Regions from separate parts of the Mus musculus genome. Here regions 1, 3, 4, 5, 6 and 7 are each linked to region 2. A link is a contact called in public HiCAR-type and promoter capture Hi-C data. All regions are on one chromosome and are shown on one strand. Each heading gives the region's core, a stretch centred on a gene start, on an enhancer-like site or on the middle of the called end of the contact. The rest is flanking DNA. Distances are from core to core; before and after follow the strand shown.

Region 1 (3,378 bases), core at 662-3,161, 2.7 Mb before region 2:
ACACACACACACACACACACACACACACACACACACACGAACATTAATCCCTTTGTAAGCCACTAAAAGGATGGACACTTAATCCAACTACGATGCTTAGATGCTCAGAGGTGGGGCCTCTGGGGCTGCATCAGTGAAGTCATCCGGGTGGATCCCTCATGATTGAACACTGGCAGCTGGGTGAGCAGAGACCAGGAGACACACGTGTGCTTTCTGTCTCCCGCCACGTGACACCCTGAGGACTCTCAACAAAAAGGCCCTCGGCAGATGCAGTTCCCGAGAGCTTGCCAAAGTAAAGCTTCCTTCAGAACTCATCCAATCTCTGTCACCAAGTTACTGGCAACAAAAAACCGGTTAATAGACCCTGAACAAGTATTCCCGAAACAGTCTCTCACCTCGCTCGCATCACAGAGATGAGCGGCTTTGTACTCCGTCCCCTAATCTACGTGGTGAGCCGAGAATTGGGAAGAAATGCAGCTGCTCACAGCTGTGGGTGGATATGGAGCTACGGTAGAGAACAGAGAGGCTGCTGGGAGCCTTGGTCCTTGAAACAAGATGCTAGGAGTTTTGGTCCTGACATAAGAGTTGATGAATTTGGGACTAAAGACAGAGAGGATGCTGGGAGCTAGGCACTGGACAGGAAGTGTGTCATGTGATGATGACCCTTGGTTGACCTGGATATACAACAGTTTAGAAGTGATGGAGAGAAAATAAAAAGCCGAGCTTTTCAGAATGGGCATATGTTGACCCAGTTTACCTGCTGTCCCTGAGTCCTGTGAGAGGCAGAGGCCACCAGCACCTCACTTTCTTCCTCTTCTTGGTCCTATGAGTCATAAGCCTGCTCCAGGCCTTCAGGTGGCCACAGGGGTGGGTTCAGGGGAACCCACACCCAAGAAGAAAAAAGAGAGCAAAGTTTGGAGGGATGAGTCAGCCCCCCAGGATGAGGAACAGAACCTGAAAGGCAGAGTCACACAGACAGACTTGACTGGACAGTGTGGGAAAGAGTACAGCGTCTGGATGCCATACCTGGAAGATTGCCCCAGGCAGGGGCTTCGCTCTCCCCAGGGCCTAGGGTTAAGACTTCCTTCCAGTCTGGTTAGCTTTCTGGAGGCCCCTCCCAGGGAAAGAAGACTGAAACTTGGCGAGTCATGGTCAGGACTAGAGGGAGGGAGCGGACACTATTCTATGCCCTGCCCAAAGAAGTCCATACCTGCTCAGCCACCCGCTGCTGCCCAGCCTCTCAGTCTTTCCCTGCCCACATTCACTGTGGCATCATCACACTCCTCTCCCCCAAAGCTCACACTCACAGCACACGCCAGCACCCCGCACCTTCGCGCGCTTCCGAGCATCGCCCTCTCGCGCATCTCCCAAGCATCTCCCACGCACCCCCTATGGGTTTCCCAAGCAGCTTCTGCACAACCCCCGTGCATCTTCCCCGCATCTCCCGTGTGTCTTCTATACATTCCCCCGTGCATCTCCCGCGCCTCTCCCACGCATCTCTCGTGCATCTTCCGCGCACACTCCGGTGCATCTCCTGCGCATCTTCCCCGTGTCTCCCGTGCAGCGTCCTCTAGGGAGCTCCGCTAGTCCAGGCTACGCCTGCGCGCACACGCACGCACACCTTTGCACCTTCACACGACCCTCACGACCTTCCGCTCTCCCAAGTCCTCCCCCACTGGCTCCCACGACGCCGTCACGCTCACGCCCTGCCCTCGCGCCCGGGTCCGCATGCTGTCCTGCTCTCCCACCCCCGTGCGCGCCCTTCCGCGCTCCCGTCCTCCCTCTCCCCGCATTGTCTGGGCCCCTCTGTCCCCGTCCGGTCCCCGCCCCTTAGCTGACGCCACGCCCACCAAGGCGCGCAGTGGGCGGAGCAGAGGGCGGGACTGGACTCGGGGGCGGGGTCGACGGCGCGGGAGGTGCAGGTGCCGGGCCGGGAGCGAGCGGCGGCGGCGGTGGCGGCGGCGGTGGCGGCGGCGGCGGCGGCACCATGGGCCGGGCCCGGCGCTTCCAGTGGCCGCTGCTGCTGCTGTGGGCGGCCGCGGCGGGGCCAGGTAGGGTGACGGAGGTGGGGGCCGGGTCGGTGGGCTGGATCGGGGTGACGAGGGAGGTGTGCGTATTGCGGTCGGGTTGGGGAGGGGGTCTCGTCGCTGTGACAGCTGGGTCGCCTGGGGGCCTGCAGAGGCCGGAACAATGCGCTGCGTGGGGGGGGGGGGCTGCGGGAGACCCTCGTCCCCGGGACAAAGCGCAGCGCGGGCCAGGAGCCCAGAGCCGCGGGCAGGGGAGGGGGGACGCGGGCCCCGGCCGCCGTGCCGCAGCCCCCCCACCCCGCACAGGCCCCGATCCCGCGGGGACAAAGGGCCCGAGACCCTCCCTCCCCCTATGTCCCCAAGCCCTCCTTCTCCAGGCCGGTCCCACTGTCCTTCGGTCCTAGTCTTTAGATCTCTCTCTCTCTCTCTCTCTCTCTCTCTCTCTCTCATTTTCCCCCAGCCCTTGTCCTCTGTCCCTCAGTCTTCAAGTCCTGTCCTTCCTTCCCTCTGTCCTCCTTTCTCCTTGTTTCCCCCTTCCCGTTTCTCCACGCCGCCTTTGTCCCCCACCTCTGTCCCTTTTTCCTGGGTCACTCTGCCTGCCCCCCATCCTCTATTCACTCTGCCGCCTCCTGTGCTGCTGTCGTCCCTCTATGTCCCCATTCACCATCTCTCTCCCCGTCTCCTTGACATCCTGTATCTCTTCCCTTCTCTGTCCCCTATCATTCTCCCATTTCTCTAGCAGCCTCTGTTGCCTAGCTGCCTCCTTTCTCCTCTCTACCCCACTGTCTCCCTCTCCCCCAAATCTGCTTCCTCTCTCCATGCATCCTCCATCCTCCTTTTCCCATCTCTGTATCCCTCCTCGCTCCTGGAGAAGAGTGGTGTCAGGCAGGGCAGTGACAGTATAGATGTGTGAAGTGGCATATAGGGAACATTGGCATGTGAGCACACACGTGGATTCCACAAATGTCTCCCCCAAACCCTCCCACCCGTTCACACATCCAAGCCACACTTCACAGAAGAGCCCCCTCCAGGACATCCACATGTCTTTCTCACTCACTATGGGAATCTGGAGGACCCCCCAGCCCCCACCCAAGACACGGTGACCCTGAGGCTGGGGACAAGGTCAGGAAATGTCACCTGAATGCTCACACTTAGAACCCTGTGTTTCTTATATCCACCATGGGACACTCCCCTGCGGTGGGTCAAGTTACTTTGCCCAGGAATCCATCATGGGGAGGCTGCTGGTGAGCAAAGGCAGGGCTGAGGTCTCCTATAGGGAGTTGAGAATTGGGACCAGGTGGCCCAGCCCTCTTTCCTGGCTCCAGTTCTATCCAGTGAGAGTGTTGAACCG
Region 2 (3,200 bases), core at 381-2,880:
GGCCGCCAGTCGCTGGCACTCCTTGGTGACCAACGCAGCAGCACCTTCACTCTGCAGTGGCCAAAGCTCACCACCATCCTGCCCACCAAAGCCCTCCCGCAGGGGACTGGCAGTGGTCGTAGTAGCAGTGGCTGTGGTTCTGGGGGTCCCATTGCCAGCCGAGGCCTCCCCAGATGCTCCTGGACGGTGATAGGCCGGGAGCAGAGGGCAGGGCAGGTAACTCTCCACCCCCATTCTGGCTCGGCTAGACTCCAAGGACTCTGACACAGACCCTGGCAACTGAGGGAGAGCTTGATTCAGGGCCTGCGGCTGGCACGGGCTGTCCATGGCAGCAGTGTCTTCATCCCCCGGGCATGGAGGGCACGGCCCGGGCCCATGGTGCCACCCTCCTCCGCCTCCTCCTCCTCCACTTGATGCAGCCCGGGGCCGCTGGGCCTCGTGTGGGGCAGGGTGAGGCAGGGCAGGCAGCAGGGGCTCCTCTAGTGCTCTGGGGGTGCTCGCTGGTCCCCAAGTCCACAGTTGTCTCTAGGAGCTTGAGAAGGGACTGATGGGGGTGGCTGGAAAAGAGAAAAGGAAGAACTTAAAAGAAGTCAAGAGACGAGCAGGTGGGAAGGGGTGGGGATGGTACCAGCAGGAAGTAGATGACAGACTGGGCCACAACAAACACACACGCACACAGGGAGACAACATGGGGCATATAACTTGGGAATTTGAGAGGGAATGTCTGGCATAAAGAGTAATAGAGAGAAAGTGCAGAGAACGTTGCATGACGGCCCAGAGAGGAAGGTGATAGGGAGACAGATATCTGTGGACGAAAAGCGACGATGCAAGTGGAAAATACAAGGTACCTGCCTGAGGTTTCTATAGAGACTCAGAGAGATGAGGAGGGAGGAGACACAGAAAACGGGAGTGTGGAATCTAGGGTAAAGTCAGGGTTGTGGGGAACCAACGGGCAATGCCACCGCGCAACATTCGCGGGAACCTAATCGCCTGGGTGGAAGATTACGAGCCAGGGCAGGCGGGGAAAACCGGGAGTCCAGGGACAAAGAGAACAGGGAGAAAAACAAGACGGCAGGGGAGCGGGAGGGCCGGTGGGGTCGACCTGTGCCCTACGGGAGGAAGCCTACTGGGGCCCGACACACACCCAGCCGGAAGGGAGGTCCTGCCAGACGGACGGACTGACGGAAGGGAGCCCGAGAGCAGAGTCCGACCCGACTGCCTTCCTCCCAACCCCCTCCGCCAGGACCCAGGGGCCGCGGGACGCCCCGGGTGACTGAGGCGGGGCCGCCTCGGCCCGGCCCCTCCCCTTGGTGGTTATTGCGCGCTCCCGTGGCCCCCAATGGTCCGCCCCACCGCGCCGGGCGCGCGCTTCCTTCCCCACCCCCAACGCCCTAGCGTGGGGTCGCTGCCGCCCGCGCGCGCTCCCGCCTCCAGCCCCGTCGCCCGCGCCCGGCCACCGGGCCTCAGACTCCTTCTCCTCCCCGGGTCTTTCCCTTCGCGCGACCTCCTCACCGAGCTTTTTCCTCCGGCCTCGGCGCCGCCGTTTGTGCCAGCCGCCCTGCGCTTCGCAGCGCGCCATACCCCGCCCCCCACCGCCCGCGACGCCCCGCCCCCGCCTCGCCCGCTGGGCACGTGACAGCGGCCCGGCCGAGGAGACTGCGCGTGCGCGAACCGCACGTTGACAGGAGGCTTAGAACGCACTGCCCAAGAAGTGAGCTGGTCCGGGACGCGAGGCTTATTTGCATTATGTGCTCCTCCCCTTCCACGCGAAAGCAGACACGCAGGTTCAGTAAAAGGCGTTCTGTGAGTTCTCAAGACGGCCCCTTGGAGAGGGGTACAAAAGAGCAGTTTCACACAGAAAGGCCCACCCCTCGGAGCCAAAAGTGTCAGTGAACTTGTCAGCTGGGTTCTTGGCATTTGCTATGCAAATGTCTCATTTACATGGGCCGCTCCTGCACACAGCCCAAGAGTATATTGAGAAATGACTGCGCAGTTAGTTGGAAAGTGTATGTAAATTCCTACGTCAGTAATTTACATAAGCACTTAAAAAAAAATAACGGTGAGTACGGGACGTCCTTAGAGAAGCGAAACCGGGTAGAACAAATGAGCAAATGTGTACTATTTGCATGACCCGCTCCTCGCTGCTCCCTCAGGGCAACTGTGGGAGTCAGATTAAAGCAACCTGGGACAGACTCACAAAGAAGACATTTGCAAAACCCAGCTCCTCTGTAGCCCAAGCGGATTTTTTGTTTCTGTAGTGCTGGAGACTGAATCCAGAGCTTCACATGTGCGATGCAAGCGCTCTACCACTAAGCTACTCTTAATATTTATACCACCATTCCGGGGAGGGCTGTGTGGATAGGGTTATTTGAATGCCCGACCCTTTCCACCAACTCCAGGGCCTAACAAATGGGCAATAAGTGGGCTTGGATACTTGCTGACATTTTGTGAGAGCAGCTGAAGCTGTCCTGAGGGGGGCTGCACCTGTCTCCAGAAGGCTATGGCTATAAAGACATCAGGGTACATTAAGTATGACCAGGAGTCCGGGTTGCACAAGAACCACAGTGGCACATGGCGAAGAATGTTCGTGTTCGCAGGCACACAGACACACACAAAGAAACAAATCTCCATCAGTGCACACACAAACCTCAGGAGCACGTGTTTTTAGGAACACAGTGAGCCACCGTCCTAGTTTGCAGACATGAGGTGGTGTACACTAAGTCAAACCAGGCACAGACTCAAGACCCCCCCTTAGATTCCCAAGTCCTCGGTCTTGATGTTGCACACAACAGCAGCCTCACCAACACAGTCACCAGGCCAGAGACTACTCACATGCCACAGTGTCATACTGCCCCATACATGTCACACACAGGGATGTCATCGCTGCACACACCACCTTTGATGGATCGTGTACTGCCACTACCATGAAGCATGTACACAACCTGGGATGGGTACATTGTAATCCCAGCTCATGGGAGGCTGAGGCAGGGAGACCTCAAATTCCAGGTTAGTCTAGGCTATAACAAGGCCCTGTGTCAAAAAGGGGGGCTGTGTGTAGGAAAAAGCAAGGACATGTATACAATGACGAACTCTGTCCTCAATGAGTACGTGAGCCAGGATGTACCTACCCCAACTTGTCCCACAAACCAAGTCCCACCACCCACAAACAGGGGCTCCTCATGCAGAGGCCTATTCATAGC
Region 3 (3,192 bases), core at 443-2,942, 3.0 Mb before region 2:
TTGAGTGAGAAAGCCTCCATAAGCTCATATATTTAAATGCTTAGGCACCTGCGAGTGGAACTCTTTTAAAAGATTTGGCGGATGAGGATATAGGGTCTTAGGCCTAATGTCTCTTTTTCTTGCCTTCTGCGTATGGATCAATATATAAGTCTCAGCCACTTCTTCAGCACCATTGCCAGCCTGCTGTTATGCTCCTGACAGGATAATGGACTAAAGCTCTGAAAGTATAAGCCAGACCCAAGTTACATGCTTCCTTTTGTCAGAGTTGCCTTGGTCATGGTGTTTCTTCACAGCAATAGAATAGTGACCCAGATCGTCCATGTTCTACTACCAGGTCATACCCCTAGCCCCTCACTGGGGGATTCTAGGCAGAGGCTCTGCCACTGAGCCACACCCCCAGTCCCTCACTGGGGGATTCTAGGCAGGGGCTCTACCACTGAGCCACGCCCCCAGCTCCTCACTGGGGGATTCTAGACAGGGGCTCTACCACTGAGCTACACCCCCAGCCCTTCACTGGGGGATTCTAGGCAGGGGGTTCTACCATCAAGTTATGATCCCAACCCCTCACTAGAAGATTTTAGGCAGGGCTCTACCACTGAGCCTTTCCCCAATGCCTTACAGAGGGAATCTATGAAGGGGCTCTAACTCTGCTGCCAGATCAGGCTCCTATAGCTTCACAGTTGAAGTTTTAACGTTTATATAGAAATATAATATGGGACTTCATTGTTTTTCAAAAGTATCAATAGCAGTGTGTGATGGCCCACACTTTTCAGCCCAACACTAGGGAGGCAGAGGCAGGCTGATCTATGCCTTAGAGGCCACCATTGTTTACGGGAGGGGGTGGGGAGTTCCAGAACAGTCAAGTCTACATACAGAGAGATGTTGTGTCTCCGGGGAGGGGTGGGGGTAGGGGAATCAAAACAACAATAACAAAATATCCATATTTGTCTTTCGTGATGGCTCCATGATAGGTTTCAAATCAGTATTCAAGAGACTAGGCCTAAGAACTGGGCAAGTTCAGGAAAGCCCATGCAAGTTAGAAAAACAAACAAACAAACAAACAAACAAACAAACAAACAAGTCAGGCAGCTAGTCAGAAACTAGAAGGTGCCCAGCCACATAGCCTGAATCTAGGACGATGGGTCAGCAACAGTTTCCAGCCCCATGTCTCAGTAATGGTTCTGGAATTTCCGTGGAGATAGAGTAAGACAAAGCCCACTTATCCTAGGATTCCTCAGCAATAGTTTCGGGCCCTCCACGCCCTGGTAATGGTTCTAGAATACCTAAAGGTGAAGTAAGACAAAGCGCACCTATCCTGGAACTCCCCTAATGTGCTTCAAATTGGGCTTACAATCACACTTTGGGTTCTCTCCTTTTTGGAATGAGGGATCCCCGCTGGTCTTCTGCTGAATAAAACACTCTTTGCTTTTGCATACTATTTGAGTCTACAAACAACGGCAAACAACAGGCCCTGACAGTGGCATTTCAGAAATGAATAAATCGAAAAGCAACCCAGGAGAGCAAGCTCCCCCTTCCTCCTCCTCTCCCGCTCCACCAAAAAAAAAAAAAAAAAAAAAAAAAGATTTCCGGGGGCCCACTGTAGTTAAAACAGCTTGGAACTTATTGATGGTTTTAGAGAGCTGGGGAATGTCATTACAGAAGGGCACTATAGTTTGGCGCTTCTACTGAAGCATTCTGGGAATTGTAGTTCCCACTCCAGGCGGTCAGACTCTTCTGCAAGCGGAGGCGGGCTGGTAGTGCTTCTGGAGATGTGAAAACTTGGAGCGTCCTGCGGCCCTTCGTGTGTGCTCGTGCTAACGGTGTGTCCCTTGGAGAAACAAGTCCACGGACAGGGAGAACTGGGGCACCGATGGCGATGGCGGCGGCAGTGTCTGAGTCCCCTCTTGCTGGGCTCAGCCCCAAGCGGTGCTACCTGGTCCTACTTCCCCTGCTTCCGGAGGGGAAGGAGGAGTCCGAGGGAAGAATCTAGCATCCCAAGGGAGCATGGGGGAGGAGTTGTGATGAGAGGTGGCCTGAAGCCTTAAGTGGTTTGCAACTGGTTTTTATGCGATTTTTTTTTTGCATTTTTTAATTTACTTACTTATTTCCTTAGTGGGACGTGCCACAGCTTGTGTATGAAGGAGATCAGGAAATACCTTGTGGGAGTCCGGTCTCTCCTTCCACCATGCGGGGTTCAGAGACTGAAACTCAGGTGGTCTCCCTCGTCTGTAGTCACCATTATCTGATGAGCCATTTCCCAGGGACAAACTCCCTTTTCCTTAGAGAGGGTTTTTATATCTCATTATTTGCATGCACATGGAAACAGAGACTTTGTGGGGGGCTCGTGCAGATGAACAGCATTTAATTTACTAGTATTTAAACCTTTTAGTGTGAGAGACAGAGCGGAGGACTATCATTCCTATGTATGGAAACAATTGTGTGTAAGAGCTGTCACATTAACAGACCCTTCCGAGAGCAGTGATCAATCATGACGCAGTATTCGTCAGAGTTCAGAGCTTCTTAAAGATTTGTTTTTCTGGGAAGCCCACTAACACAGCCAGATTTGTGAAGGCAATAGTGCCCAGCACCCAGAAATAGAGAATGTGGCCTTTTCTAAGCCCCAGCTGTGAGCAAGGTGAGGCATGGCACTACCTATGAGTAGAAACTAGAAAGAAAAGCCTGGCCAGCGCACACAGCCCTTAGGACTGATGGAGAAGCTGAGGAAGCCATGTGGCCCAACTGTCCTAGCAGTGTTCTCATGAAGCCCCTCCTCCCCCAGCTTGCTTCCCAGAGCCCTGCCTTGTCTCAAAGAGAAGAGAACAATGACCAAGTTACAGGTAAGTCGGGTTGCTTCCCCCATGCCCACAGTGCTAGGGATTGGAAACAGGATCCCTGCATGCTGGGCAAGTGCTCTACAGCTGAGCCTCTCTGAACTGCATGAAGGAAGAGGGGAAGTTGCTGAGAAGAAAGGACTGGAAGGAGGAGAGATAAGAGAGGACGGTGGGAGCCTGGCATGTTGGCACACGCCTTTAATCCCAGCACTTGGGAGGCAGAGGCAGGAGGATTTCTGAGTTCGAGGCCAGCCTGGTCTACAAAGTGAGTTCCAGGACAGCCAAGACTGCACAGAGAAACCCTGTCTCGAAACAAAAACAAAAACAAAAAAAGAGGACAGTGGGAACATGTGCTCAAAGT
Region 4 (3,241 bases), core at 699-3,198, 2.7 Mb before region 2:
ACTCAGCGAGCAGAAGCTCAGGGCAGCCTGCTCTACAGAGCAAGTTCCAGGCCACTCCTAGCTACTTAGCAAGACTGCAAGACTGTGTGCCCCTACCCCCCAAGCAGAAAAGCTTAAAGCTTGCTTTAAATTGTAAAGAGGGCTCTTAATATTTATATGCTTAAAATCTTAAAATTCCAGCCTTCAAGGAGCTGAGGCAGGAGAGTGAGTTTGAGGACAGCCTGGGCTACACATTAGGCTCCTGTTTCAGAAAGAAAGGAAGGTGGGTCAATCAGTCTCCTGTGGTGGTGGCTTACACTTTTAATTCCCAGCACAAGAGGCAAGTGGATATCTGCAGCCAGCCTGGTCTACATAGTAAACTCCAGGCCAGGGTTAAGTAGTGAGACCCTGCCTGAATAAAATAAACACACACACACATACACACTCACGCACGCACACGCGTGCGGCGGTGGGGGGTTGGGTGGGTACTGTTTTATTTTGTTATGGAAATTTTCATGCAGAGTGAGGAGACTTAAAGAACTCCAAAGCCCCAGGCACCCTCCACCCCATTTCCACCCAGAGCGCTGCATTTATTGAGACCAGTGCTGTGTCAATTTCCCTAAATCACTCAATCTGCAGGAGCTGTATCATCAAGGAAGGCCCTTCGGATTGGCATCAATACCAGGAGAGAGTGAGCTCGGAGCAGCAGGGACAAAGGGTTTTCCCGATGAATCGAAAGGCAAGATCAAAGCCTGAGACAGCAAAGGGATTACTGTGTTTGAAGTGCTGGGGATATGGACCAGATAAAACGGTGGGTGGGTCCAGAAGAGGCGTCAGGGACACAAGTTTGACTGGGAGACCAGGTGTGGGAGGTGCATACCTGCCACCCCAGCCTTTGGGAAGCTGAGGCAGGAGAACTGCAGGGAGTTGACGAAAACCACCCGGAGCTAGAGTGAGTTCCAGAATACACAAGGAGACTCTCAGAAACAAAGCAAAACACAACTATTCCTTTTCTGTGGTGTAATGGGACTCTAGAGTTTTAAATTGCTAGTGATAAAAGCATTCGGGAAGGAGAGGGCTGTAGGGATGGCTACAAATAGTCAGCATGAAGTTATGGCCCTTTAAAATTACCCACAGGAGCTGGGCTGGCTGCCATATGCCTGTAATCTCAACATTCAAGAGGTAGCGTTCAAGGTCATTTTCTTCGACCCAGGTGTTGGAGGCTAGCCTGAGCTACATGAGACTCTGCCTCAAAAAAGAAAAAAAAAAGAAAGAAAAGAAAGAAAAACAAAAAAAGAAATAAAAAAGCAAACACCTATAGCAGACTTTCTAATTGTGCTCCACGGAAAAGCTGCCTTGACTCCCTCTAAGAATGCAAGCACTACTTTGCCTCTGGAAATTTGCATCAGCTATTCCCTCTGCTTTTTGGCATTCTACTTGGCTCCAGTTCAGACCTGGCTTAAAAATCAGCCCTTGGAAGCCCTTGCAGAACCTCGAGCTGGGGCAGGCGTTTCTGGCATCCACGGCCTCCTGCCGTCTACCTCTCTCTCTTCCAGGTCTTGACAGTTCTAAGTATTTGTCTAATCAAATGTGGTTCGTTTTCCTTAGACTGGGGGTTCAGATCTCTCGCAACGCAGAAACCACGTGCTGTCCAGGAATTTATCCTAGGTGACAGGGACGTGAACGGGGTCCCAGACCTTCGGTAGTTTCGGGACAAGGTTGCCAGCCCACCACGATTAAGTCTGCAGTCCCCTACACGCATGCGCTTTATTTTTCCAGGTGCCCCCCCCCTCCCCATCCATATGCTAATCACTGCGCTCTGAAGAACAGCCTCTCCCGGGAATATGCAAATCACATCCTCCAGTGCGGGAGGCCTTCCTTTGTCCCGCGCTAGGATTATGCAAATGAGCGAGCCTCCAGCCCGGGGGATCCGGGCCGAGTATTTAGGCCCCCACTCTCCCCCCTCATTCCAAGGCATCCACTATTTATAAGGCGCGTTCGCTCTACCGCGCACGCACGCACGCGCGATTCTTAAAGCTTCTTCACCCTTCGGGCCGCAGACTGTACCAAGTCTAGCGGGGCCGTGAGCGGCAGAGCCCGCCACCCCCGCCGGCGTGAGCTCTACAGCCTTCGCCATCCTCTGAGCCCCTCTTCCCATCGACCTCCGGGAATGGTCCATCTGACCGCGCACGCGCCCCTCGCTCGCCCCTCGCTCGTTCGCCCGTTCGCTCGCCCGCTCGCCTAGCCTCCCGAAACGCAGGCGCAGTGCCCGGGCGTGCAGCCGCCACCGCCGAGCCTGATCCGGGGCCGCCGGCGTCGGTGAGTGTCCGAGCTTGGGGGGGGCCGCGGGGCATGCTGGGAAGCGGGCGATACAGCCCCGCTGCATGACGGGAGCCCGCGGCCGCTTGGCCGAGTGACCGGCCCGGGAGTCCCTTGCTTTCCCCAGCACGCGGCTCGGGACCCAGCACAGCTTCGCCTCGAGGCATTGTGGGAGCCCGTGGGCCAGGCGTTCTGGGCCTGGGGCATTCTGGGAAGGGCCTGGGCTCCTGGAGGGGACTTTTTTTTTTTTTTTTTTTTTTTTTTTCGTCGCACACGCCTTCTGTGAGAAGCCCCGGGGCAAGGAGCGTTTGGGTGCCTGGTGGTCGTTAAAGGCCCGAGGCATCGTGGGACGCTGTCACGGGGCATTGTGGGAGCTGATCTTTATTGTTTGGTACCGGGGTTTGTCCGAGTCCCAGTCCTACCTAGCGTTGTGCGGAAAGGTATCTATTGTGTTCACTCACGCACTGTGAGGCGTATGTGTGGGTGGGGTCCTGGCCACTCTGCTTTTGAGGGAACTGAGGCATACGGTTTCATGTAGCTGGGTTTTGGACCCACAATATCGCGGAGTACAACCTAGAATTTATAATTTACCAAGTGCTGAGTTCGCAGAGGTGCATCACCACGCCCAGCTGGCTTCCACCTGTCCTAATGCTTCCACTTGATATCCGGAACGTTCTGGAAGAAGCTTTATATAATGTGGGTTTGGAGAGGGATGGCTGTCCCCAAGTAAACCCCCAAGAAAAGTCCTAACAATCCTTGCTGTGATGGTCAAGTAGAATAATAGTTAAAGCCCAGTGTGGTGTCACGCGCCTATAATTCCTGCTGGGGCAGGAGGATTCGCTATTCTAGACCTGTTTTTTTTTTTTTTTTTTTTTTCCTTTTGGGGAGGGCATCAGATCTCAAAAAAAGAAGGGGGAGTGGGTTTATGGAATGGCTAATCCTA
Region 5 (3,684 bases), core at 209-2,708, 2.9 Mb before region 2:
GCAGAGCTGCATGTGCTCAGGACTCAGCCATTTCCGGTGCAAGTGGAGAGGGGCCCTGTAAGTAAGACTCATTTGAAAATGCTCACCCGTCTCCAACCTGCATTCATATTGATTTGTGTTCCTCAGTATTCCTGAAAGGGGCCTTCAGTCAGCATCTTATATTTATTAGCCTAGTACAGTGAACTGAAATGTGTGCAATTGGAATTATGGGCCCTGACATTCTGTGGGGACAGAGCTTTTGCTGTTGTTTGTTTGTTTATACTGTAACCAATATTTTGAACGTCTTTACTAAACTTGACTTGTGAATGACTTGCTTCTCCTCCTTCCCCTCTAGGTCTAGGTCGGGCTGTCCTTCATGACCCAGGTCCATCTGTGGTTCAGACCTATGCTGCTCCCACGGACTCCCCCAGGCTGTATCTCAGATAAAGAGTTCTTTCTGACAGCTCCAGGGCTCTGAAGGTCAAGGATCAAGCCCCCACTGGAGGATGCTGGGCAGGTTGTGGTTTGAGTGAGAACGCCCCCCACAGGCTCATGTTAAAATGCTTAGTCACCAGGGAGTAGAACTCATTGAAAGGATTTGAAAGACAGGAGGTATGGCCTTGATGGTGAAAGTATATCACTGGGCATGGCTAGAGATTTTAAGAGCACATGTGTCTCTTTGTCTCTCCAGTATGGATGAGGATTTAACTCTCCCTCCCATGCCCGCTGCTGCCATGCTCTTGCCATGATAATGCACTAAACCCCTAAAAGTGTACGCAAGCCTCTAATTAAATGTTTCCTTTTATAAGCGTTGCCTTGGTCATGATGTCCCTTCACAGCAACAGAAGAGTGGCCCAGATAGCCCATGTTCTACCACCAGGTCACTCCCACAGCCCCTCACTAGGGGATTCTGGGCAGTGCTCTACAACTGAGCCGGTCCCCCACCCCTCATAGGGGGTTTCTATGCAGAAACTCTGACTCTGCTGCCTAATTAGGCAACTGCAGCTGTGCAGTTTCCCTGTTAGCTTTTATAATGTAATACAGTATGGGATCTCAATTTTAAAAAAAAATGTATCCACAGCAAGATCTGCTGGCCCTCTCCTTTAATCACAGCACTTGGGAGGCAGAGGCAGACAGATCTGTCAGTTCGAGGCCAGCCTGGACTACTGGGGGAGTTCCAGGACAGCCAGGGCTACACAGAGAAACCCTGCCTCGGAAAAACAAAACAACAACAAAAACAAAGAAGTATCCACAGTTGACTTTCATGGAATTTCAGAAATGAATAAACCGAAAAGCAACACAGAAGAGCGACCTACCAAAAGGAATCCCCTTAGTTAAAAAGGTTCACCGAAGCTTTGCCATTCCGGGGAATATAGTCCCCAGAGAGTGCAGCCACTGAGGAATTCTGGGAATTGTAGTTCCAACGCCAGTAGTGGTCAAGGTCGTTTCCGCTCCCGGGAGGGGAGGATGTTTGTGAGTGCTTCCTGTGAGGTGAAAACCTGGGCCATCGCTCTGCATTTCCTTTGCGCCTGTGCTCCTGATGTATCCCCTCAGTGACCGCATCTGCGGCCCAGGAACAAGCCCGGCATCCAGGTCCTCTCTCGCTGGGCTCTGCCTGAGGCGGGGCTGCCCTACACTGACACACCTCAGCCCCTTGCAGAGCCCCAGGAGAGGCTAGCTTCCCAGGGGAGCCTGGCAGGGGAGCTATGATGAGAGATGGCCCATGTCCTGAATCCTTAAGTGGTATGCAACTTTACTTTTTATGTGATTCCACCCCTATTTATTTATTTATTTATTTATTTAAATAAACAATATTTTTATTTTGTTAAAGTTATTAAATAAATGTATTTAATAATTAGAAGAAAGAGAGAGAGAGAGAGAGAGAAAGAAAGAAAGAAAGAAAGAAAGAAAGAAAGAAAGAAAGAAAGAAAGAAAGAAAGAAAAGAAGTCAAAAGACAACTTGTGGGAGTCAACTTAATGGTACCCAGAGACTCAAACTCAGCAGGTTAGACTCAGTGGCAGTTTCCTTTACCCGCTGAGCCATCTTGTAGGCTCAAACTCCCCATTCCTTGGAGAGGGTTTAGCGTTTTTTGTTATTGTTTTGTTTTGTTTTTTAATTGGTCATTATTTTCATGCCTGTGGGAAAAGAGACTTTGGACTTTGTGGCGGCTCTTGTAAATGAACAATGTTTACTAGTAATTAAGTCTTTTAGAGGGAGATACAAAAGAGGACTCTATCATTTCCATGTATGGAAACAATAATATGTAAGATAGCTGTCACAATTGATAGATCTTTCTGAGAGTGGTAGTCAGTCATGACACAGCACGCATCATAGAGTTCAGAGCTTAGTGAAGATTTGTTTTTCTGGAAAACCCATCACTACAGGCAGCCTTGTGAAGGTAAGAGTGCCCAGCACCCCCCACCCCACCCCCCACATGCACACACACAAGCTGCCAGAAATAGAAAATGTGGCCTTTTCTAACCCGCTGCGGTGAGCGAGGTGAGGCATGGGTGGCCCCTTAACTTTAACCCAGAGTCTTACACTACCAATTAGTGGGAAGTAGGCAGAAAAGCCTGGTCAGCGCGCACAGCCCTTGGGGCTGATGGAGAAGCTGAGGAAGCCATGTGGACCAACTGTCCTAGCAGTGTTCTCACGAAGCCCCTCTTCCCCCAGCTTGCTTCCCAGAGCCCTGCCTTGTCTCAAAGAGAAGAGAACAATGACCAAGTTACAGGTAAGTCGGGTTGCTTCCCCCATCCCCACAGTGCTAGGGATTGGAAACAGGACCCCTGCATGCTGGGCAAGTGCTCTGCAGCCACCGTAGCCTATTTGACAAGGTCCAGGCCACGGAAGGACCCTGTTCCCAAAACAAACAAAAACCCTAGACAGCACCTGAGGAAGGACACCAGAGGTTGGGCTGTAGCCTGTACATGCATGTGTACCCTTGTGTACATATGTACACTCACATGCATGCACACATGTGTACACACATGCACACAGAAAACTGGTCACTCTCATTTCCTGCATTGGACTTCCTGAGCATTCATATCCTGAACAACCAGGGAGCGTCTGGCTTCCGCACAGCTTCTGTGGTTGACCCAACTCAGATGATGGAGGAATGAAGAAAGGACAGACACACAGACACATGTACAGACAAGCTGGGATCGAATGAGCTGTGTGCTCTGATGGAGACTCCCCAGCAGCCCTGAAACTCAGCGCATTTATTAGACACCGCTGAGCACCCAGGAGCCATGATTCAGGAAACTGCAGCATGAATACAAATGCACGGGTATTTTACATGGAGTTCAGCCAAGCTCCCCAGCTACACAGTACCCTCAGCTCCAGGGACTACACGCTTGTTTTGTTAACAACAGTGGTGATTTTCACACGTAATTTGTAGTCACCAGGTATCCCTGATTCTCTGTATTCTGTCCTAAAATGTACACTTTTGAAAAATCTTCAGTATTTTTTAAAAAATCTTCAGTACTTTGGAAAATGATTAAAAATGGCAGTTTGTCTGAAACTTTCACTTACTTAATTAGATTTTTGTTTTAAATTTACTGTTTGTAAATGGACAGTACATTATAGTCAATATATGTTATATAAACTACATATATATAATATATATTTACATGGCTGAACACCATGTCATATATATAATATACACACATATATATATTTGTGTGTGTGTGTGTGTGTGTGTGTGT
Region 6 (3,223 bases), core at 709-3,208, 2.7 Mb after region 2:
TGAAACACATGCCAGTTACCTCACAGAGCAGTCGTTCTCAAACTTGAGCAGGTATGCACTCAAATTATCTAGAGGTATTGTCAAAATATAGTTAAAAATTCTCAGCCTCACTCCCATGACTTCTGCTCCAGCAAGTCTAGAGATCTAAGAATTTATGCTAATTAGTCTCCATTATTATGCTGAAATTGTTGTACCAGGGACTAGCCTCAAGAAACAGTGCTGAGAGAATAGAAAATTTAAGAAAATCTGGGTCCGGGGAGACATGTTAGAGGGTAAAGCGCCTACTACCATATAAGAAACATAGCAATGCTTTTAAAAAGCCAAGGGGTAAGAACCGGACAAAAGAAAGAAAACTTGCAAAATGGAAAGATATTTGTGAAACTAAACTCTTTTACAAACTTATGGTGGACACTCTAATTGCTACAATATTCCTTGAACTACTTAGTCATACCTATTATTAAAAATAACTGGAGGGATGTAGTAAGGGTTGGTGAGACCAAAATACATTGTATACATATAGACTCTTCAAAAAATAAATATATTTTGTAAAAATACACATAAGTGTTGATAACAATATAACTTCAAACATATAAACCAGAAATGGACCAAAGAGAGATGGACAAATTACATTTCCATTGTGAGCAATATCCCTCCACAACTAAGCAGACAAAAAAAAAAAAAAAAAAAATCTCTAAGGGGGCTGGAGATATGGCTCAGCAGTTAAGAGCACTGACTGTTCTTCCAGAGGTTCTGAGTTCAATTCCCAGCAACCACATGGTGGCTCACAGCCATCTGTAATGGGATCTGATACCCTCTTCTGGTGTGTCTGAAGACAGCTACAGTGTACTCATATACATAAAATAAATAAATTTAAAAACCAAATCTGTAATGTCTGCTGGTGTGGTGATACAGGCCTTTAATCCCAGAAATCTGGAGGTATAGGAGGGTGGATCTCTGTGAGTTTGAGACCAACCTGGTCTACAGAGTGAGTTCCAGGACAGCCAGGGCTCCAAAAAACAAAACAAAACAAAGGCAAAACTGTAAGGTCATATGATGGTCACACAATATATATGTGTATTTGTGTATGTATATGTGTGTGTGTATATATATATATATATATATATATATATATATATCCATACATACATATATGTGTGTGTGTGTGTGTGTGTGTGGTTTTTTTGTTTGTTTGTTTGTTTGTTTTTTTTTTTGCTTTTCGAGGCAGGGTTTCTCTATGTAGCCCTGGCTGCCTGGAACTCACTCTGTAGACCAGGTTGGCCTCGAACTCAGAAATCTGCCTGCCTCTGCCTCCCAAGTGCTGGGATTAAATATATTAATATATATCACAACATATTGCGATATATGTATATACATAAGCATACACACACAACACAATTGAGGAACGATTATTTTTATGCAATGTGGCATTTATGAAAAGTGATTATGGTATCGACCATAAAACATTTTTCAGCTAGACCACTACCCAGAGATATTATCTGAAACAGAAAATGCATTTCCAAATGACTCCTGGATCACAGAAAACGAATTAAAAAAGAAAGCCATTTATATTTAAAAGACAATAAAAAATCTACATATAAATACATAAGAATGTAAAGTATTACATTAACCAAGGCTAAAAATTAATAAGCTAAACTTTGGGGTTAGAAAGCAAACTTATCAAAAACCCCACGAGACCCTCAGCCACTCATCACATTCCCTAACATCACTCACTTGTCATCACAATCACACATCACCCGGCCGACCTCCCTCCTCCAAAACTCAGAGTTCCGTTATTGATCGGAGAAATCCTTGCCACTGACAACCATCAACACAGCAGACAGCACCCGGTCACTAACTCCCAACATAGGCACACACTACTGACTCCACAGAATTCTAGTTGAAACCAACCGGAATCATCTCGGATGACTTCTTGCCCTTAAGACTCAATGGAAGCAGCACGGGGGAGGGGGAGGGGGAGGGAACCACCTTCAAGCACCAAGGTCACTTCCGGTCTTAAAAAAAAAAAGGCCCTGGGCTATTAGTACTGCGCATGCTCAGCATTACCTCCGATGCCAGAGGACTCCAATAACCCACAGCGTGCTTACATAGCTTCAAGATCCTTTGTACACAATTCCTTAGGAGGATCGATTAACATAGTCGTGCCCAGAGATGCCGCGTAGGCCGCCATCTTTCAAATTTACGCATTCCGTACAGCAGAGGAATAGCTATCCAGCCAGATTACACGGAATGAGATAAAGAACGTAGACCCAAGCACTGTGGCCCACGTCCGAGCATCATCCGATAAGAGGAGGTTCTTCTGGACACGGGGTCATGAGTTCTGTAACACTGAGAAACCTAGTTGCCACTCTGAATAACCTGCTCTCTGTGGAAGAAACCATGCGGTGCAGGGGATTCAGAGGAGAAAAAAAAAAAATTGAGAGGGCTTGTGGGAGAAACCATGTGGAAATGAGGGGACAAATCAAAGTGGTACAATCCACTTTGTAAAAAAAAAAAAAAAAACCATTCATGAAAAAGGTAGAAAAAAACCAGCAACTCCAAGAGCATCAGACCAGTATCAGAAGCAACTGGAAGAGTGTCAAAATCTTTAACAAGACAAACCACATTGGGAGATAAAGTAGAATCTGGGATAAATCCCTTGGAAGATACCGCCGTGAAGCTCCCTTCACGTCAGGGTGTCGGAAGGACAGAGAAGAATGCATGGGTGAAGCCCATCCGTTTCCGTTATTCTCCACTCTAACCACCTCAAGTAAACTAGTAGGCAGCTGTAAGAAAAAGAATAGTTTAATGCTAGGCGTGATGGCACCAACATGTGATTAAAAGCACGTAAAATTAAAATATAATTAATGGATAGCAATCTCCTTAGTGTGTAAATGAAGCCTTAATTTAATACCATGGCTCACCCTCTAAATATCTAATTAAGCTCAAAAGACTGACATTACAAGCTGAAATAGGGCCGGGCGTGCTGGTGCACGCCTTTAATCCCAACACTCGGGAGGCAGAGACAGGTGGATTTCTGAGTTCGAGGCCAGCCTGGTCTACAAAGTGAGTTCTAGGACACCCAGGGCTATAAAGAGAAACCCTGTCTCAAAAAACCAAACCAAACAAACAAACAATGCTTGCTTATACTGCTCTGCCTAGGACCGGAGTTCTGTTCCCAGCTCACAAATCTGTCTGTAACCCTAGGTGATGTAACATCCCTTTC
Region 7 (3,612 bases), core at 751-3,250, 2.9 Mb before region 2:
TGCTTCTTGGTCAGCTGGCCTCACCTAATTAGGCAATCTCGAAGTCCACGAGGGAGGATTTGGTGGATAAAAGCTTTTACCACCAAGCCCGAGTTTGGTCCTCAGGATACACAGGATGGTAGATGGGCAGCATCTCCCCAGCGTGGTCTTCTAATCGCCACACCCACACCGCAACTCACGTTTTCCACCCCTACATAAATATTAAACAGAAAAACAGTGGATGGTTCCTGGGAACCCGAGGTTGACATCCGGCGTCCATACATGTACACACACACACATGTACACACACACGTACACACACACAGGTCTCAATAAATGTACAAAGCCCGCTCTCAAGATCCCTGCAAGCCAGTGCTAACCTATATTCATGATACTGGCTGGCTTCCTCTGGGAGCTTGGACCAGTAAAATGTGGGTTTGAACAGCCTATTGTCAGAGGCTAGCCTGGGATATGGCCCCCACCCTTGGGTTCTTGGAAAGAAAACTCTTTTACCCTCTCATGCAGTGCCAAGGCTTAGAAACCCCCGCTTGTGGGTTTTTTTTTTTTCCTTTATCCATCCCTTCACCTAGTGCTGGGGGTCACTCTCCTTCCTGTCCCATCGGGAAGGTCTGTGGCCCAAGTTCAAAGTAGGACAAGGATGTTCGTGTGCTTGCTTCCGAGTTGTGGTGCCTGGTGGTCTCTTCGGGGTTTCTGCCATCTGGGCACAACACTCTGTATAGACTCACCTCTAATAAAAGTTAATCCCAGGTGTACGACCCACACATCCTCCAGCGTCAGCCAATCTTAGTCACTTATGGCTTCCAGCACTGCTTTTTGGGAAGTCAGGGCTGCAGGGAAACCAAAAATTGTAAAATTATAAAATTCCCTACATTACATCTCACAGTTCCTGCCCCAGTACCTGCTGCAAGCAGCCAGCTCCTTCCTCTAAAGGTCATAGATGGGTCACAACTGTGACGGCCAAGAACTGGATGAAGTATTACTATGGTCTCTCCATGAGACCTGCATGCCAGGCAGTTTTGAGTGTTTCACCATCCTTTTTTTTTTTTTTTTCTCTCCAAGTATGCTACTAGGAAGGTCTAATGTCTGTCTTTTGCAGAACACCCAAGATATGCACAGAGAGATCTGCTAGTGCGGCAGGGGCAGAAGCAGAGCCGACTAGGGGGTGGAGAAGGTGGGCGCCGCGGGAGCAGGGAGGGAGCTGCAGAAGGGGAGCGGTGGCCGCAGGCGGAGAGGGGGGCTGCAGGAGGGAGGTGGCTGCAGGAGTGAGGGGGACTACAGGAAGGGAGAGGGGGCTTCAGAGAGGAAAAGAGGGCTGCAGGGAGGGAGGGGGGTAACGAGGGGAGAGGGAAACTGCAGAAGGGGAGGGCTGCTGCAGGCGGGAGGGCTGCTGCGGGCCGGAAGAGGGGGTCTGAGGGCAGGGAGAGTGGGTTGCAAGAAAGGGCTGCAGGACCAGAGAAGGAGATTGAAGGCAGGAGAGGGCTGCGGGCAGGAGGGGAGGGGAGCTGCGGAATGGGAGAGAGAGGGCTGCAGGCAGGGAGAGGGGGCTGCGGGGACGGGGCGGGGCGGGGGCACTGCAGAAGCCGCTCGCGCCGAGGGCCTGCAGGCACCAGGACGCTCCCTCCGGAGCTCGCCGCTGCTCCTTACCTTTCAAACCTCGCTCCTTCCTTTTCACCCGAGACGCAATTGCTGTCGATCTCAGAAGCATCTAGCGGGTCATTCTGGAGGTTCCTGGCTAAAATAACTCAAATCCAGGGGGACAGATGGCTACAGGCTAGCCTGAAGCCGACGAGTTCCCAGAATTCCGCGTGGAGAAACCGTGCGTGACGCTCGGCTCCCTCAGTGGTAACGGAAGTGAGGATGCAGAGGCGCGGGTGGCCGGTCCCGAAGCTAGGGGAGGAGCACCATCCTCCCGTATTGGATTTCCCTGTTGTTTTTCATTTCCCATACTCCCTAAGAAAGTCTTGGACAGCAACGTCTTTACATTGGAGGATGTCTGCCTTAGGACGTATAGGCTTTGGCGCTGGAGAGATGACGTGGTGCGGAGAGCGCTACTAACTGCGGAGCTCAAAACCGTAGTTGCTCCAGCTCCGGAGGACCCGTCGCTCTCTCGTGGCGTCCTCGAGCACTGCATGTACAAGGTACACAGACAAAACATGCAGAGAAAACATCCATAAATAAATAAATAAATAAATAAATAAGTGAGTGAATAAATAAACTTTCCAAAATACTAAAATAAATAAATAAATAAAATAAATCATTTATTGGTGTGTTCATGCATGCGTGGGGAGCGTGCGTGCATGTTATGTGAGACCCCCGAAACTGGGGAGACCTCCGCTCAAGTCCCGGGATGAGCTGGCACCCCAATAAAACCACACCTGATGCAAAACCACAAGAGGCTTTATTGTCAGCTAGCTGAGGACCGCGCAGGGCAGGGGAGTTCGGCCCCCAGAGGTAACAGTAGGGGGGGGGTCTTTTAAAGGAAAAGTGAGGAATTGGGAGGAGTTGGGAGGAGAGTTGGCAACAGTTCTTCTCTGGCGAGGTGGGGGAGTGAGCTATAGCTCCTCTCCTGTGTCTATCTCCGTGTCCTTGGCACAGGGAGCCAAGCAAGGGCCTGGCTAGGTCTTCCTACAATTATCGCATCTCTGGTTGTAAGGCACAGAAAAAAAAAAAAAAAAAAAAAAAAAAAGCTTTTTGCTGGCTATAGAGAACAAAGAGCTTCTTTCTGGCTGTATCCCCAGAGATCGGGGAAAACGGGCTTGGGGGAACGCTCGGGGTCTCACAGTTACAGCGCAAATGAGGAAGTCATAGGACAGCGTACAGGAGTAAATCTCCTTGCAGTCACTATGTGGGTGCAGGGGACCCAACTCAGGTTGTCAGGCTGGGCAACAGGAGTGTTTACCTGCTGAGCCACCTTGCCAGCCCTTGAAAACTCATAAACCCCAGCACAAGAGCCAACTTTTTAAAAGGAGTGAAGATTCAAACATGGTTCAGCAATTTCAATAGAAATAAGAGTAGCAAACATGGACATGTTTATCTTTAGAATTTTTTTTAAAGAAATGGATATAGGCAAATTACCTTGTGGGGGGAAAATGATAACATGTGAGAACTGAACTATCGCATGTTGATGGCAAGAATACAAAGCGGACAGCTGTGTATTTTTTAAAGTTGCTCTTAGAAAAGTTAAATATATTACCATTGATCAACGTAGTAGTAATTCTAGATGTAAATGGCTGGCTGTTTCACAGCATAACCCATTCTCTTAACTCCCTCCTTCCAGTTTCCAGCCCAGGCCCCTTCAAACATTTCTCCCGGCCACTCCTCCCTCAGTTTTCCAACAGCGTAAACAGTCCTTCTCCGGCTTTCCCCATTCTAACCGCTCCAAGCTATAACATCGGCTCTGCCTGTCTACTCAGCTCAGCTTCTCCTGGCTCAGCTGTCTCAGAGTTCCTTCTGTCCCTACTGCCTTCTCCTCTACCCCGCCCCTTCGCTTCTACTAGCTCCGCCCCGGCCCCGCCCCCGGCCCCTTCTCCGCCAAAACTGGCTTTGTTCTCCTTGGTCTCCTGAAGTTTCTCAGTCCCTGCTTCTTTACAAGAAATGATGGAAGCTGTTGCC

The links. Promoter capture Hi-C pulls out the DNA fragments that hold promoters and counts their contacts. HiCAR-type assays count read pairs that join an accessible place to other places.
Region 1: a promoter capture Hi-C map of cranial neural crest shows a contact between it and region 2. The contact joins the promoter of Cadm4 here to the promoter of Egln2 in region 2. A contact is called at or near these places in 4 of 39 promoter capture datasets (cranial neural crest, hippocampal neurons, maxillary cranial neural crest and 1 more) and 1 of 115 datasets of contacts at active chromatin or transcription factors (astrocytes).
Region 3: a contact with region 2 is called in a HiCAR-type map of astrocytes, with 3 times the contacts expected there. The contact joins the promoter of Zfp114 here to the promoter of Egln2 in region 2. A contact is called at or near these places in 1 of 39 promoter capture datasets (cranial neural crest) and 1 of 115 datasets of contacts at active chromatin or transcription factors (astrocytes).
Region 4: a contact with region 2 is called in a promoter capture Hi-C map of hippocampal neurons, with 2.8 times the contacts expected there. The contact joins the promoter of Zfp428 here to the promoter of Egln2 in region 2. A contact is called at or near these places in 4 of 39 promoter capture datasets (cranial neural crest, frontonasal cranial neural crest, hippocampal neurons and 1 more).
Region 5: a promoter capture Hi-C map of hippocampal neurons shows a contact between it and region 2, with 6 times the contacts expected there. The contact joins the promoter of Zfp93 here to the promoter of Egln2 in region 2. A contact is called at or near these places in 4 of 39 promoter capture datasets (cranial neural crest, hippocampal neurons, maxillary cranial neural crest and 1 more).
Region 6: a promoter capture Hi-C map of pre-B cells shows a contact between it and region 2, with 4 times the contacts expected there. The contact joins the promoter of Zfp27 here to the promoter of Egln2 in region 2. A contact is called at or near these places in 2 of 39 promoter capture datasets (cranial neural crest and pre-B cells) and 1 of 9 other capture datasets (adipose tissue).
Region 7: a contact with region 2 is called in a promoter capture Hi-C map of pre-B cells, with 4 times the contacts expected there. The contact joins the promoter of Zfp61 here to the promoter of Egln2 in region 2. A contact is called at or near these places in 3 of 39 promoter capture datasets (cranial neural crest, hippocampal neurons and pre-B cells) and 1 of 115 datasets of contacts at active chromatin or transcription factors (astrocytes).

The regions. Positions count from the first base shown.
Region 1 is chr7:24,480,112-24,483,489 of GRCm38.p6, forward strand. Cadm4 (cell adhesion molecule 4) reads left to right here and starts at 1,912. Exons shown (of 9, transcript NM_153112.3): 1 at 1,912-2,051. The coding sequence starts at 1,988.
Region 2 is chr7:27,165,172-27,168,371 of GRCm38.p6, forward strand. Egln2 (egl-9 family hypoxia-inducible factor 2) reads right to left here and starts at 1,631. Exons shown (of 6, transcript NM_053208.4): 1 at 1,513-1,631; 2 at 1-557. The coding sequence starts at 327.
Region 3 is chr7:24,173,330-24,176,521 of GRCm38.p6, forward strand. It overlaps Zfp114 (zinc finger protein 114), which reads left to right and starts at 1,693. Exons shown (of 4, transcript NM_001029933.3): 1 at 1,693-1,820; 2 at 2,780-2,837. The coding sequence starts at 2,823.
Region 4 is chr7:24,505,139-24,508,379 of GRCm38.p6, forward strand. It overlaps Zfp428 (zinc finger protein 428), which reads left to right and starts at 1,949. Exons shown (of 3, transcript NM_146183.2): 1 at 1,949-2,298.
Region 5 is chr7:24,268,960-24,272,643 of GRCm38.p6, forward strand. Zfp93 (zinc finger protein 93) reads left to right here and starts at 1,459. Exons shown (of 4, transcript NM_009567.4): 1 at 1,459-1,722; 2 at 2,654-2,711. The coding sequence starts at 2,697.
Region 6 is chr7:29,904,146-29,907,368 of GRCm38.p6, forward strand. Zfp27 (zinc finger protein 27) reads right to left here and starts at 1,959. Exons shown (of 5, transcript NM_001037707.1): 1 at 1,909-1,959. Mir7668 (microRNA 7668) reads left to right here and starts at 2,364; the gene lies at 2,364-2,422.
Region 7 is chr7:24,297,549-24,301,160 of GRCm38.p6, forward strand. Zfp61 (zinc finger protein 61) reads right to left here and starts at 2,001. Exons shown (of 7, transcript NM_009561.2): 1 at 1,645-2,001; 2 at 726-827; 3 at 25-190.